2 separate regions of the Mus musculus genome follow, and region 2 is linked to region 1. A link is a contact called in public HiChIP or PLAC-seq data. All regions are on one chromosome and are shown on one strand. The core of a region is the stretch at or near the end of the contact, and the rest is flanking DNA. Distances in the headings are between cores, read along the strand shown.

Region 1 (3,976 bases), core at 755-3,254:
AGCCCTGAATTATATATTTAAACATGGAGTGAATCAAAACTGCAACTTCTGAAATAAACTATGACAGGCATTTTAAGGAATAACATTTTGAGGAGCACAACTGTCCTTTAGAAAAAGGAATTTTCTTTATGCTTTGAGCTTTATGGTAAATGCCACTTGAGTGGATCATAGTGGCTGGTATCATGGAGAAAAAAATATTCGGTCATCTAGGACCATGGTGGAAATAAAATCATGTACATACTAATGCTAATTACTGTATATAACCTCATAAAATAAAGGTTTAATTTTAGTGAATAAAACATAATAAATATTAGAAGTATGATGTTTTTTCTACATTTTCTCACTAAAAGTAAGTTATAGAGAAATATTTTCATTTTTTATATATTATGATTTGAGGAGGGTTTTTAGAAGTTCTTATTTAATTATAACTGCATGTATAGTTCCTTTCTCCAAATTAGAAGAATTACTTTTACTTTATTCAGCAACTGAGGAAGAGAAAAGAAATACAGTGATTCAAAATGATCTAAGTTAGTTTAATTTTAAAAAAAGACAGTATGGCATTAGTATATTGCAGGTAAAAAGAATGGATCCAGGGCTGTCAAATTGTAGCACACTATTAAAATAGCTTTTCGGCCTGGAAGATGTTTGAATAAGTACATAACTTCTTAGAAGATTTCCCTCCAGCATCATCTACCAGGATTGGTTCTCCCTTAAGATGTAGAAAGTCCTGTTATGAAGGATTGGGTCATCTCTGGGAACACCCCGTACATTCTAGAACAGTATTTTCTGGACTTTTTCTACGTCTTTGAGTCTGCGGGCTTTTGGTGCTCTCTGCGTGCGTGCGTGCGTTCGTCTGCATGTATGTGTGTGTAGCCTCCTGATTGTGTCATAGATTCCTGTGGAAAGGGAAAGGTTTAAATCTCCCTTTAGTTTGGTAAACCTTTTTTTTTTAATTTGTCTATTAGGAACTGGAAGATTAATATAAACAATTTATGTTCTCGAGAAATCTAATCAAGGGAAGCCATCAGTAAAAACATACAGCCCATGCACCCTTGACGTCTTAGTACATGCACAGTATACGATATGCAGATACTCCTATGTTTATATATTGTGTCCATCATAAAACATGGAAATAAAAATGATTAGATACAAGGCGGTTGCACATATATTTTCATCTTTATTATTGGCTTCATCCCCAGGGATGCCCTGTTCTGTTCTTTTCTCTTCCTGGTGTTTATCACGGTGTTCTGGGGGGACCACTGGTCTCAGACAGATCTAAGTCAGTATACACTTGAAAGAGAAGGAGGTAGCGCTATGAAGATTCTATGCCTGGATTGCTCTGGGAACCCAGAGAATGTGGTGGAATGAGGCCGGCTAGCGAAAAAGAGTATGGCATCAGGCAGAAGGAAAGGACAGGATGGGCCTATGGAGGCAGCGGAACAGATTGGAGAAGCAGAGCTGCACGTCCCAAAGCAGGGTTATCAGCACAGAGAGAGGCAAGGAGGTTGAGAGGTAGGGAAGAGATGGGAGGGGGAAGTCTTGAAGTTCCAGGATATAAAGCATGGCAGTCAGTGTGGGTCCTTCTCTAAAGGGGTCTACTGATGCACCAAACCAAGTCCACGCAACGGACAGAGACGATCCAGGGCTCGGCTGATGTAATGGTGAATTTCACAGGTTAGAACAAACTGCTGACTCCTGAGCAGAAACGGTGTCGTGAACTGAAGAGTAGAAGAGCTTTGCCTTGGTTGCGGTACAAAGAGTAGAATTAAGTTGTTTTACGATTGTCATAAATTGTCGTCTGATTAAACAATACTGGACTGGACACAGGTATCCCCTTTGAAGGCTGAGTCTGTGTCTCCTTCGGCAGGGAGACACAGATCACGGCACCTGACCCTCCATAACAGGCGAGTCCCTCCCTGACTGGAGTTTATTATTTAGAACATATGTTCAAGACTGGGACATGCCCACATTTGCTAGCTGCGTGCCAAATTGCAATTTGCCCTGCCCATTTGGGAAACACATTTCCCGCTGCAGCAGCCGTGTGAAGTTCACGGTGAGGCTAGTGCAGCTGTGTGCGCCTTCGCGGGCCTTTCTGAGGACGGGAGCTATGGGGGTCAGGATGGAGTAGTAACCAGGACCACCGAAGAATACATGCTCTGAACCTTAATTAGTTCAATTTTTTAAATTTTTTAAAAATACATTCTCAGCATCAGCTTTGCTTGACTACACTCTGCCTGCTTCAGGAAGCCTGAGAGGATGAAAACAAAGAGAGTGGTGACTCATTGTGGGTCTGTCCGTGACTCATGTGAGATTTAAGGCCACAATCTGAAATCCTCATGTCCCTATTTGTAGAAATGATCAAAATATGAGGGATACTTGTGGTTATTTCCAATACTTTCCCTACAATGAAAATAAATGATTTAAAACTGGGTATTTTTTTTCTATCCACCATGTGTGAATTATGTATGTATGGTTGTATGGTTGTATGTATGTATGGTTGTATGTATGTATGAATGTAGTGAGTTGAAAAAGGGAACTGGCGAACGGTACAGTGGGTGAGGGTGCTTGTTTCTGAGCCTGACAACCTGAACTTGCTCCCAGAGACCCACATGATGAAAAGATAGAACTGACTCGTGCAGGCTGTCATCTGACCTTCCTGTGCTCTCCCTGGCACACACATGCGTGTGCATGGGTACCCCCTCCCCACACACACATAAATGACAATGTAATAAAAACTAAAGTGAAAAAGGCCAACTTTCCGTCCTCATGAAACCAACATCTTGGGAAGAATGACAGTAAACAATGCATTAGGTACTAAATGGATTGTAGAGATTGTGATATAAGAAAAGTACAGAGTTAGGAAATGAGTTAGAGGATAAAGGAAGGCTCCTGGATGAAGTGACCTCTGGTCTGCCGTTTCTAGATGGCAATGGGTTAGCAATGAAGCAAAGAGTTTGTTTGCTTAATTAATCAAATGTTCCACAAATCAAAACAATGCATCTACACTTGTAGTATGTCTTGATGTTTACTCGAGTGAAAAAGAAAGGTCCTTGTTTAAAACAGGGGCCAATTAAACATGTGCCTATAGACCAAGGGGTCTATTTTAGAGAAAGGATACTCATGTATTCACCTTTAGTGTCCCCAGATGGACAACTCTCTATTTCAGGCTGTGAAATGGCTTTAATGTATTCTGCAGAAATAGGCTGCAACCCACAGGTTTCTTCTGGGTGAATCAATAAGTCACAATCCTGTATCAAAATGAAAAAAAAATAGCTGTCATTATCAAGAGCGGATCACATGATAAGAAAGCTAAACAGTAGTTTGAAAAGCAGAGGCCTGGGGTTCACTGGCCAGCCAGCCTTGCCTACTTGATGAGTTCCAGAGTAGTAAGAAACCTTGCCTCAGAAACATGGTTGGCTCCTGAGGTTGTTCAATGAGGTTGTTCTGTGTTCTGAGGTTGGCATCTCATAGACGCACATTTGCGCGCGCGCACACACACACACACACACACACACACACACATGCACACGCACCGGTACGTACAGTGAAAGAGAGAGAGAGAGAGAAAAAGAGAGAGAGAGAGAGAGAGAGAGAGAGAGAGAGAGAGATCTAAGGATTAAAGAAGTACAAAGTCAGTGGATGTTAGGAAAGGGTGTTTAGGGTGTTTATCCCCGCCCATCACTGGGTACACTGTGGGTATATTTTACAGAATAAGAGAACAGAGAGACACATTGGAAAGAGCTCACTGAATGTTAGATCTAGCCCTCTCATGAACTGGCTGGGATATCAAGTCACACCGTCAGTCTAGTTTTCTCATTACAAAATGGTGAAGGGGGGTGGGGTGGGGGGGAGATGCATCACGTGAGCTCGAGTTCCGTGGCAGCCTGACTGCCTCTGGCGCCTTCACAGTAGCCACTCTTATTTCCTTCCTCCTTCCTTTCCCCTTGTTTTGTGGTTGTAGGTAGCTATGTGCACC
Region 2 (3,976 bases), core at 418-2,917, 270 kb before region 1:
CAGTCTTGGGGTTCACGATGTGATCAAATATCCTGCAACACACTTTATCACAAGCAGAGATTTCAAAACCTTTTCCACCCATCATCCCTTTCTCAGAGATATGCCGAAAGACGTTCTCCACTGAAATGAGGGCCCAGGCTAAGCAAGAGAAAGAAGGAGATGAAGGAAATATCCATCCAAGCACGAGATAAAGGCAATCCACAGAATATCTGTTCCTCAAAATCTCCCACAGAGCAATTTTCCCTGAACAGGAAAGCAGTGGATTACCAGCTAATGTGTGCATGGCTGTGATAAGAGTTACATAGCCAGAGAGAGAGCTAGGAGAAGCTTACAGAGAAGAAAGGGGCCAGAGCAAACCAGTCTATAGCAAAGATCACTGCTCTTCTCCTTTCTTCTCCTCTTCTCTCCAATCTCCTCCCCCCCCCCTCTCTTTCTTATTCATCAAATGAATATATGATATACACAAGAGTGAGAGAGAGAAAGAGGAAGAGAGAGGAGAGAGCGAAGTTGGAACACAGAGGACAGATGGTCATAAAGCAAACAAGTAAAACAGCTGAGTTCTACACCCAGGAAGATATAGAAAACAGGGATTGGGCAGGACTTCAGGCATGTCTTCTTGTCTGCAGCCATAATACACACACAATACCATCATGCCTATGTCTGTCTCAAAGTTTGAGTTCACTGCTGCTGTTCAAGGAGGATGCTGATTTAGTCCTCTCTGAAGGACACATCATGACCTAACAAAATAGCACAGGCAGAAAATTGGGCTGCCAGGCAAAATCCTTCCAAACTGACAAATGGAGGCATACCTTGTCTTTGACTATGAGACCTGTGAATTTTCTCCCAAATCTTGTTCCTTATTTGGCTACCTTTGCAGCCAGTCAACTCTTCTGTTTGATGATCACATTTCCAGATGCATTGTGGGAAACAAGTGGTCTCCATCTATCATAGAGTGCATCCTATTGTTTCACACTTAGCTCTTTTTTCTTGAGGATAATCATGGTGCTAACCATTAGGCAGATGCTAAAAGCAGTGTTTTAAAGATGTCAGTCTAGGCCTTATATGACTATGTGGAGAAGGAAATCTAAATAATTTCTCAGGATTGTTGAGTGAGAGACGATTGGTCTTTAGGTTGCTCTCACTGATATACCAAATGAGATCTAAGGCTTCTTTGCATCTCAGTATCTATGTCTGAAAAAATGATAGACTTGGATCTGGCAAGAATATAATATAATCAGTAAATATTTACCATAAATGGTAATCTGTTCCAACTTGTTGATGGCTACATATTAAATAGTAGACTTAAAATCCAGGTGTCCAACGAACTAAAGAAATATATCCATAATAAAGGAGAGAGTTGAGGAATCTGAGAAACTCAGGGAAGGGTTTCAGGAGAAGGGGCGGGGAAAGGAACTAAAGAGTGTATTCAAAGCTTAGAACTCTGTTTGGCCTGATGTCAAAGGACTGTGCTTCGCAAAGCAAAGAGAGGCAATTTGTGCCCACAAAGAACAGGAGGGTGTAGCATGATATCTTGACTGAGGATAGAAGTCCAGTGAAAGTGAGGAAGAAGAAAGATTTGAAGAAAGCCAGACAAGGAAAAGCCATATGAAGCGGAAAGCCAGTGAGTGCCGAGCCCCTTTGAGTCAGCGAAGGGATCCCGCAGCCCATGTTTGCTTTGGCATCGCTGACCTCAAACATGCGCATTCTCTGCTTTGTCTGGTTTTATTATACTCATTTAAATGTGCTGCGACTAAATTTGCCAGCAAAAGTAGCAACCATAGTCCACAAGAACATAAATGGTGGTTTTGTGAAAGGATGGAATAACAGGTTCGGTTTGTTTCCGAGGCCTTGGCTCTATCTCAAATTACAGAGTGGAGTTAGAATATTGACCAGGTGCATACAATGAGTAACAGTGGTGGGGACCTTAACAGGGTGGTTTAAGGCAGAGGTCCTTCTGCTATAAGGGGTGAGGCAGTACATGGGTGTCCCACAAGAAGAGGTTCCAGAGGACATGATCACAAATAGGCACAGGGGCTCTCTTTGTAATAGTCAAAAGCTGGGCCCCATCCACACGAAGGGATTGTGTGCCTTACCCAAGACAAGTGCCACAGCCTGGGTGGACTGTCTAGAGAGTACAGACCCAACCCTACTTCCGCATCTCAAGTCTCAGGTGCCCGGTTGGAAATGCACCGTGAATTCAGACAGAGGCTCTCTCAAAGACAGATTTGGAAATAAGAATAGTTGCTCTATCCCATTAGGGTTTTGAACCAAGGGGTACTGAAAAAGCAAAACAGATGAGTGGATAGTTTTGCATACATCCCAACTTCGATAGCCCCTCTGGCGCGCCTCTCTGTGCATGCGAGGCTTCCAAACAAGGTTTGGCATCTGTTTGTTAAAGGTTTTTGGAAGTTGCAAGTGATTAACAAGGGACTGTGTCTGACTGAAATCAGCTCAGCAAGGAGTCTGGTTACATAGGGCCCTGAAGGATACCAGTAAAATATCCAGTGTCCTGTAAAGGCATTGACCCTGAATGCTGTCTTTGGGTGTCCCTAACAAAAGTGAGAAACTGAAATTTCCCTGGTAGGAAATAAAGAAGACAGCCAGTGGGCTCCTCAAGCTCCTCACTGGAGGGATGAGAGAGCATGCTGATGTCTATACTGTATATTGGTCTAATTGATGGCATTCCTTACAGCCCCTGGATACGCAGAGCCTTTGTAGAGTGTGTTTCTGCCCGGACAACTGTTGATATTTGCTTAATATTCTATACCAAAGCAATCAGAAATATTCTACAACAGCACATCTCTTCAACCCTTACTCTCTTTTCTGGTACCAACTATTGGATATTGTCTTCTTTAGAAACCAGTTATTTGTCAGTTACCAGACTGTTGTAAAATATAAGAAAAAAAAAGTTTAGTTTCTATGAAGATAATTTAAGAATGGGGTATGTTTAAATTTTAAGACATAGTAGAGCTAGGAAATAAGTTGGAATTAAATCCATTCTCTTCTTTTAAAAGTCACAATTTTCCCCACCCCCTCCCTTTCTTATGTGTCTGTCTGTCTGAGCTATAAAACACAGATAGGTTACTTCTCTTAAAGTTGTAAGGAGACATATGAATTTAGGAGGGAAAATTGCTTCTGTTAGGCAAAAATGGTTTTATTTCTGTTTCTAGTTTGTAAGTAGTGGTTAAATTTAGATTTTATGCCAGTGGACCTCTAAGTTTAGCATATATAGGAATTATCTGTTAAGACAGATTGTTAAGCTATGCTAAAAGTTTCTGATTTAGTGTATCTGGTGTGGGACCTGAAAAATTGTATTTTCATGAGTTTCTCAAGGGAATGACTTCAAGAACTACTCACGTGGGAGCTGGGGAGTGGGCTCAGTGGGCAAGTGTAAAGACCTGAGTTCAGATCCCCAATACCTACATAAAGAAAGAGTTCCAGAACACTAATGATGAGATGGGGGTAGAGACAGAAATATTCTTAGACGCACATAAACACTAGATATTGTCTTCTGACCTCCAAGTGTACTTTTACAAACATGGGCTTATTGAAGGACTAGCTAGAGATATAGTTCCCTTGATACGGAGCTTGCCTAGCAAGCATTAAGTGCTAGGTTCTATCTCCAGCAACACATAAACCAGGCATAACATATGCACACACACACACACACACACACACACACACACACACTTATTCTAGTGTTCAAACTAGTACAGACTGGAGAAGAAACAGAATCAGAGGGTGCCACAGACCGGCCTCAGTCAGCCTCCCTCAATCCTCGGAAGAAATCAGGGAGTTCCAGTTACAGAAGAGTAAGGAGTTGGCTTGGAGGGTGACAAACAGACATGGGCACAGAGAGTGTGTGTATCTGAATATATTTTCTCAAAGTGAGCACCAATCTTTTTTTTTTCTCTAGCGCTCGTTTAATTTTTTATTTTTTCCATTTTTTATTAGGTATTTAGCTCATTTACATTTC

The links. HiChIP or PLAC-seq counts read pairs in DNA pulled down with a chosen protein or histone mark.
Region 2: a FOXA1 HiChIP or PLAC-seq map of pancreatic cancer cells shows a contact between it and region 1. The contact joins two enhancer-like sites. A contact is called at or near these places in 2 of 484 Hi-C or Micro-C datasets (both in liver), 1 of 115 datasets of contacts at active chromatin or transcription factors (pancreatic cancer cells) and 1 of 9 other capture datasets (embryonic stem cells).

The regions. Positions count from the first base shown.
Region 1 is chr6:22,214,784-22,218,759 of GRCm38.p6, reverse strand. It overlaps Cped1 (cadherin-like and PC-esterase domain containing 1), which reads right to left. Exons shown (of 22, transcript NM_001081351.1): 16 at 3,131-3,248. Among named protein-coding and RNA genes, the nearest start is that of Wnt16, 71 kb to the left of the region's middle. Within about 2 kb of position 2,004, at least 44 of the 459 cell types and tissues checked have an H3K27ac peak or open chromatin away from gene starts, as enhancers often do. A contact at or near this core is called in pancreatic cancer cells, where this site is marked.
Region 2 is chr6:22,483,967-22,487,942 of GRCm38.p6, reverse strand. No RefSeq gene overlaps it. Among named protein-coding and RNA genes, the nearest start is that of Gm38773, 94 kb to the right of the region's middle. Within about 2 kb of position 1,667, at least 12 of the 459 cell types and tissues checked have an H3K27ac peak or open chromatin away from gene starts, as enhancers often do. A contact at or near this core is called in pancreatic cancer cells, where this site is marked.